Regions from separate parts of the Mus musculus genome. Here region 2 is linked to region 1. The links are chromatin contacts, called in public Hi-C maps. All regions are on one chromosome and are shown on one strand. Each heading gives the region's core, a stretch centred on a gene start, on an enhancer-like site or on the middle of the called end of the contact. The rest is flanking DNA. Distances are from core to core; before and after follow the strand shown. Region 1 overlaps Ralyl (RALY RNA binding protein-like). Region 2 overlaps Ralyl (RALY RNA binding protein-like).

Evidence for each region. A called contact is a pair of places that touch in the nucleus more often than the background predicts.
Region 2: a Hi-C map of cerebellar granule neurons shows a contact between it and region 1, with 2.8 times the contacts expected there. The contact joins two enhancer-like sites. A contact is called at or near these places in 5 of 484 Hi-C or Micro-C datasets (brain, cerebellar granule neurons, cerebellum and 2 more).

What each region holds. Positions count from the first base shown.
Region 1 is chr3:13,555,378-13,559,565 of GRCm38.p6, forward strand. The region is part of intron 1 of Ralyl (RALY RNA binding protein-like); the gene reads left to right. Among named protein-coding and RNA genes, the nearest start is that of Gm2464, 86 kb to the left of the region's middle. Within about 2 kb of position 2,519, at least 3 of the 459 cell types and tissues checked have an H3K27ac peak or open chromatin away from gene starts, as enhancers often do. A contact at or near this core is called in cerebellar granule neurons and cerebellum, where this site is marked.
Region 2 is chr3:13,860,713-13,864,523 of GRCm38.p6, forward strand. All of the region lies in intron 2 of Ralyl (RALY RNA binding protein-like), which reads left to right. Among named protein-coding and RNA genes, the nearest start is that of Gm41998, 71 kb to the right of the region's middle. Within about 2 kb of position 2,074, at least 2 of the 459 cell types and tissues checked have an H3K27ac peak or open chromatin away from gene starts, as enhancers often do. A contact at or near this core is called in cerebellar granule neurons and cerebellum, where this site is marked.

The DNA of each region.
Region 1 (4,188 bases), core at 1,269-3,768:
AATTACCTGAGCATATCTGGGTGGCCAGATTAGGTGTGTCAGGGGAAAAGCAGTAAATGCTTCGGCAGTGGTCAGAATAATGTGAAAGACAGCAAAGCCTCAAACTTCTGTGAGAGATGTAATCCACCATTGTTACTTTTGGCAGTAGAAGAAGGGATCTCCAGATGAAGGATACAGGCAATGTGTAAAGGCTGAACCAGCCCTCATTCAAAACTCGACTACAGGGAGCAGCAGTGCAGCCCTATGTTCATAGGATCTGTGCCAATAACCTGTAGAAATGGGGATATAAATCCCTCCCTGAGGTAACCAGGTGACACTTTGATTTTAGCCTGTTGAGACCCATGTCAAACTCAGCTGTGTATTGATTTATTTTTGTTTTTTAAGCCACTAAGTTAATGGTATCTCCACATAGTTTTCTAGATCTGATACGAGATGTTGTTACAATATGTTGGTGTAACATCTCTTCTGTATCAGCTCCTGGGAAGAGAAATGTGCTACTGAGCAAAATATATTTGACCCACAGTTCAAAAAATATTATTGACACTGTAAATTAGACAGCAATACACATATTCCATCTTGGCTCCCTTCTAATTTGGCCATTTAAGTTCTCTCTATTATATCAAACTTTATTCTAATAAAAGAAAAGAAGAAAAACTTCCAATTTGTAATAAATTCCATATTCAAAAGATCAGGACTTAATCCTGAGGCTTTGTGCAAAATTAGGTAACAAAGAATCGTGAAGCAGTTGGAGCAGGACAGCAGGAATGTATGATTTCAACAGATGTGCAGAGAAGAATCTAGATCCAAGTAAAGATAAGAAGAAGCTGCCTCTTTGTATTTTGAGTGCTGTTGTAACACTCTGCTAACATACATTAAAGTTCTAGGTGGGGAGTCTTTTGCATCCAAAACAAGAAATATAACTAAAACAGGAAACTGTCTGAAAGGAGTCTTTAGTAAAGCCAGTTGAGGGTGATTAAAACAGAGTATTTAGAGAGATGAACCAAGAAGAGAAATAGAAAGGATGGGGTTGGGGGGGGGGGGCTAAAGAAGACTTGAGATTGATTCTTTTGTGCTCGTGCACATAGAGAAAAGCATACAACTTTGTGTCTTAGTCCAGCATCATTTACAGGAATCATAGAAGGATTGAGCACATCTTCTCCATTGTCCAGGGTCTTGGTGTAGTTTTAGCAGTTTGTCCATTTTTCAGGCAAGTTTTAGTAGATCCAGCTTGCTCTGGTGGAGCAGCACTACACCCCAGGTCATCTCTAAATCGCTGTATGCTAACATTTCATTTTTTCATTAAGATCAAAGACTGCAATCTTTAGGTGGTGTTCAACATTGTCCCACCTTCCCTTTCTGCTAAGTACAGTGCTGATTCTTGCCTGGTCATATTTGTATTTCTCAGTTTGCATGAGCATCCCCTCTACTGGTTTTGTTGTTTTTTTGTTTTTAGTTTTTAGTTTTGTTTTGTTTGTTTTTTGTTTTGTTTCTGTTTTGCTTTTATTTTTGTTTGTTGTTGTTATTTTGTTCTTTTTTTTCTTTTTGGTTTTTGGTTCTGATATTTTATTTTATTTTATTTTATTTGAGACAGGGTTTCTCTGTATAACCCTAGGTATCTTGGGACTCACTTTGTAGACCAGGCTGGCCTCGAACTCAGTAATCCGATTGCCTCTGCCTTCTCCTCTTGTCTGCGCTCAACTTGGAAATTATCTTTTAAGGCTTCTTTTTCTTTTCTTTTTTCTCTTTTTCTTTGTTCTTTCTTTCTTTCTTTGTTCTTTCTTTTCTTTTTTTTTTTTTTTTAATCTTGTTGCTTTCCTGAGTCAAAACGTTAAATGGTTCTCTGACATTTATAGTCTTTTTTTTGTGGTGAAGCTTTCAAGGTACTCTGCTACCTTGTTTCAACTTCCATTTACTATGCTTCATATCCCATTATATTTCACAGGAATCTTCTTCTCTAGCCAACTTGGCTCACTCAGAGCCCTTAATTATACCTCCTGGATTTTTGCCAGCGTGGTTTTGCCTCTCTGTCCTCTCAACTTCAATGTACAGACTCCTCTCTGGCATGGCACCGTTCCCCTTTTCAAACCCTGCTTCTCATTGTTTTAGTGCCTCCCAAATTAGGAAATGCTTCACCTAGATTGTACTCCTATTCGTCAAATAACAATGAAGAGGAAACTTCAGATTTTTAAGAGAGTAAGGCCGGTGCGATGATTTTTTGTCAGAAAAATCTCCGCCATATCGTTTTCCTTTCTATTTTTGAAGGTGGGAATCTGAAACATCCACCCATCCTAGACTTCAAAGTTATGTCAGACAAATCTGGCTGGCTTGTGGCAACGGGTGTTTGACCCTTTGTTTTTCATTCCTCTTCCTGAACAGAGATTGAGAATTCCTAGTGAAATCAAATTACAGTCTCAGTAGGAAAATGCCTCTTTCTTCGATTGACTTGAGAGACAAAGGGACTCCTATCTGTCTGATCTGCATTCAGGGTCACAGCTGAGATAGGAAGAGGAGAGCCTTAAGTACAAGATTGTGTGTGTGTAACCTGCTCCACAGCAGGTCTTCAGGATCTCACTGGGAAGAGCAATGAGCATCCTTGTGATGCTGCCAAGGAAATCATTCTTTTTGTTTTATAAGAAAGAAAATCTCCATCCTGTTGTTTTGAGCTTTAGGCCTAAGTGATTACACCACCGAGAATTCCAGAAAATACCTTCACTGCATTGCCAGCACTGGGTCCCACAAAATATGTGTCTTTGTAGCTTGTGAACCTTTGAAGTCTACTACACCTGGAAGCCCTGCTGGAGATGGTGGACATGTGGCTGTCACTCTTACTTAGGTTATGCACGTTTTACTTACACTTTCATTGCTTAACTACATTCTGCTGGCACTGAGACACCTTGGATAGCTCACTGCTCTATAGTTTGGGCTGTGCACAGAACTGCTTTTATAACAGGTAACACCCAAATAGTTACGGAGAACTTTTTTCATCCACAGTGTCCTGAAAATTAATTCATACCCCAGCTAACCTTGAACTTGTGCCATCTCTACTGTCTCAGTCTTCTGAATGCTAGAATTTCATTCAGGCATGAACCACCATGCTCAATTTAATGAACATATCCCATGAATCAAGTATTCTTCTGAATATTAGTGTTTTTTCTATGTGAGGATTTCCTTACTCTGGAATGCAATTTAAATTATCCAGCACTGAGAAGATTGTACTGTTTCAGGAGGCCTTGAGAAGCTCAAATACAAATAGGCACACAATAATTTAAAAATTTAAGCATATTCCATTGCCTTTAGTCTCCAAACAATTCTTACACATCACCCAGCCCTGCACAAATGACCTGATTCTAGTTTCTTGACTTCAGATACTGTTCAACACTGACTGAACTCAGTGTATTGAAACATCAATAAATAAAAAAATACAGAGGAGTATACTTCATAATCAGATCCACATTAGATTTTTGAACACAGATAAATTTAAAATTAATTTAGAATTTATGGACTGGTGGCCACTCTTGACATGACATGGTGAATGCTTTAATATGCAGTTGCTTATTCAAGAGACGTCATAGTGGGACTTTTTCACAGCTGTGTCGAGAAGGAGCCCTGACATTAATACAGATGGAGTTAAAAGTAGATAGTTATTTTCATTATTATTATCCATTTTTTGTTATTGCAACATGTAACATATATTATTTGCTGTTTGATTTAAGTCTATGTTACCTAAATGTCTGTTATTTGGCTTTCAATTCAGTTATCAGGTTTAAGGTTTTGTTTGTTTGCTCGTTTGTTTGTTTGTTTTGAATTAAAATGGCATGCTGTCAGAGATAGAATATTATTGCCCATTAACTTTAGACAGTAGTTCATACTGATTAGCAGTGGCTGAATAGTATCAAAGTAACCTCTGTAGTATATTTAAGGTATAGCAATTTTAATATAATTTTTAAGAAAAATCACTAACTGATTGTTTTCAGTATATAGTATTATATTTATGATCAATATTTTCCCTGTCTTTATCAACATTTTCAAGGAAACCTGAGTATTAATACTCAGGATTACTGAAAAAAATCCAAATATATTAGTTTAAAATTCTTTTAAAGATGTTAATGTTTACATTTAATTAATGCCTGCTTTCTCGGTCACTGACACAAGAAAATTAGAGCTCAAATATTTGCTTGTACAATTTTC
Region 2 (3,811 bases), core at 824-3,323, 300 kb after region 1:
CTTTTATAAAGAAGCATTGTGTGGTAGAAATGCTGTCATTAATAAGCCCCATTTGTGACTCCAGTTTTATATCTTTAAAACCATATTCTTGAGATTCCGTCATAGTAATTCATAAACAAGGAGCAATGGACAACTCCATCTTTAGTCAAATATACAATCTGTAGTCTTTTGTACAGCACACAAACAAAAATTGATTTTCACATATTCTAAGATTAGAAATTTTTGATCTTAAAATAACACAAAGTTACACAAACTACCATTGTGTGTCAATGAAGTCTTATTTAGACAAAGCCACCATCATTTGTTGGCATGTGGTCTGTGAGTTCAGTTCTCTAAAAGCATACAGATCAGATCATTAGTGATAACAAAGACTAAAGGTCTACAAAGCCCTAAACATGAGGCAGATAGTCCTAAGAGAAATTTACCATATCTTGAACCATTGAAATGACCACATGCTTTCTACTCAATCTAATCTGTCATTAGTACTTTGCCAGCTGCAATATAAACCCAGAGTTCTGAGCACAACATTAGAGCCTCTGTCACCTGAGCCTGGTATAGCATGCAGACTTTTGTTGTGTTACTGAATTCTGTCTTGGTCTCTGTTATCTGTGTGGAATCCTACACATTTCTTTTCCTTAAATGTCTCTATTTCCTTAGAGACAATTAAAGTGATCTCATGCAATGAGTTTTTAGATCTTGGATGATGTTTGACTTTAAAATATGCCCTGCAGACTTCTATTCTGAATGTTTGGTCACAAACCTGGAGGACTATTTTGAAGGTTATGGATTCTTTAAGATATGTGGTCTCACTGAATGAGGCAGGTAACTTGAGGCCTTCCCTTGAAGCTTAGGGCAGTTTCTGGCTTTGTTTTAGCTCCCTGGTTACCAGCTGTAAACATGTGAACAAACTACCACTTCACAGCACCATAAACATATTCATGCCTGCCCACCATAAAGATGGAGATCTCTTCAAAACTGTCAGCCCAAATAAACCTTACCTCCTTTCAGTTCATTGTCAAGTGTTTTATGTCAGTGATATAATAACTAAAACTGCCTCAAACCAAAATTTGTGCAGTCTTATTGCAAGGTTATATTAGAAAATTCTGACACAAAAATATTTGATTGGAATAAGCTCTAGATTCAGAATCTCGAATACCTTAAAAAGTGTTTTACTTGTTTTCCCTAATGGCTGTCAGTCTTATACTTAGTAATGCAACTATAATTGTGTGTTAAATGAATTAAAATACTTGGTATTTGAGCAAACCAATAGCACTTAAAATATCTAACTAGAACTTTATATAAGATTAAAAATAGTAGCCACAATAATGAATGAAAAATTAATGGTCATTATTTTTGAAAGAATTTGTAGGGAATAAGGGGAATAGAGAAGTATTTCATGATGTTATAATCTCAAAAAAATTAATGAAATAATAAGAATAAACAGAAAATGATAAGTTGATTATAATAAAATTATAATCATAAAGATTAACATTATTTAATTTCTTCAAGTTTTATATAACTTGATTCTTTAAGAGAGAGAGAGAGAGAGAGAGAGAGAGAGAGAGAGAGGATAGCAGAGTACCTATAATACGACATTTAAAGGTAACAGACCAAGCAAGGAAAGGTCTAAGCCACAAAGGGGTGTGAAAGAGAAAAAGTTAAGCGGACATTCAACCAAAACTAAGAGTATATGGAAATAACTTAAGTAAATCTAATATTAAGCTACTGAACTTTTAATTACATTCTCACTTTGAAGCATAACTCATTCTATATTCATCACGTTCTATTCTCTGTTCCTGAATCTTGTCAATACATAGCATCCCTTCCGGGTGTGAGGAGTTTTTGTGTTTATTTTGTTCTGTTTTTGACCAAACAAAGCATACATGAAATGTGAACTAGGATCCTGCATCTTTTGGCTACATTAGACACTATCTCTCAGCTGTACCTCTGCTTACTTTCTCATATTTTCCAGCTGAGCTTTTATAGACTACACATGAGGACTGCCCTTTAAGATGGCAGGTAAAGCAAGGCTGGAGTTCCAAATGAACCTTCTCCTGGCCGCAGCACAGCTGACATTTTCTCTCTTTCCAGATCCCTCAGTCTGAGTCCACCGGCCTTTGGAATACTGTGATCACCCCATCTGTTAAGAGATACCTTTGCCAAGATAGTTTGGATGGCCTGAGAAATGAGGAGGGAATTTTGAAGACTTGTTTCTATAATTTTTTTTTCTCTGAAACAAAATGTATTGCTAGGATTACCATGAATCTGACCTGACACACTTGCAATTTGGCACTGGAAATAAACAAACATTAGAGACATGTACACTTGTTTGCAAAAGGAATTAGATTTAGAATGTTAATGGTTTATGTTCAATTATTTACATAAAAGTGTTGTTAGCTAACATCAATAACAATTAAGCCCTTTAACCTTCCCACCCAGTCAGAAAACACTTGATGACATTGTACAATATATACAGCAAGGCTTATAGAAAGCCTCAGACATGCAAAGACATGTAAAATGCAATTCTTTCACTGAATAGTTTTCAAACCTGGCATGTAAAACTCCAGATGCATCCAGAGCACTACAGCACTACAGTAAACAAACACACATACACACACATACACACACAGGAGAGAGAGAGAGAGAGAGAGAGACAGAGAGAGAGAGAGAGAGAGACAGAGACAGAGACAGAGACAGACAGACAGACAGACAGACAGAGGGACAGAGAGACAGAGAGAGACAGAGGAGTGACAGAGACAGAGACAGAAAGAGACAGACAGAGAGACAGACAGACAGAAATCATGAATCTCAATACTAATAACCATACTTTTACAGTATATAATTGCACTTCACTAAAAATCTATATTGTAAAAAGATAATCCCATTTTAAAAGGGAAGAACATAGATGAAGAAAATTATCTGATATAATATTGGTCAAATACTCAAATTTATACTATTTACCAAATAGATAAGTCCAGGCAAAATTATGACAGAGACACATAACTTGAAACCATGCCTGTAACAGAGGTAGCTCATACTGAGCGGAAATGCCCACTATCTCAGCATTTCTATGTCAAGGATTCCATTACAGGATGCACAGCACATCACAGGTAGATCAGGTTTGGGTTGCTGAGTGCAACCCTTTGCTGCCTTAGACACAAAAGCAGTGACTGCAAGCATTTTGCCATGAGGAAGAGAAAAGAATAAAAGGAGGGGAGGGAAGGGAAGAGACAACACAGAAATAGAGCTTACCTTAGAAGAATTATTAAACAGATCCAATATCTGTCTAACTCTACTCCTGCTGCTAAAGTGAGGGAAATAAATCCCTAGTAATTTTGGGTAGTTAAAAGGATTTTCTGTCCTTTGCTATTGAACAAAAATGTAAACAACAAAATGTGTGTATAATCTACTGATGCTGCTCTCGTCTTCTTGCTCTTGAGCTGTTCTCAGTCTGGCCTTTTATACTAATTGACTGATTAATTTCCTTTGTGTTACATAATGGTATTGATTTAAATAATGGAATTTCCCAGGATTTTTTTCTTTTCCTTTTACATTGTCTTTTATATTCAATTTTCTAGCATTTTAGCTCCAAAATAGCTTGTTCATTTCCTTGTCAACATAACCATGCAGTTCCACAGTAAAATCACCTTCACTGTATAGCATAGGATTTAAATATTAAACCTGTACTTTGGGGCTTTCCTATTGAACTCTGTATAAATGACACCCAACAACCACTCAACTTCAAAACGTTCAGTATTTGCCATTTTTTGTGCTCATTTGCCCTAGTCAGGTATCTAATTTCAGACATCTC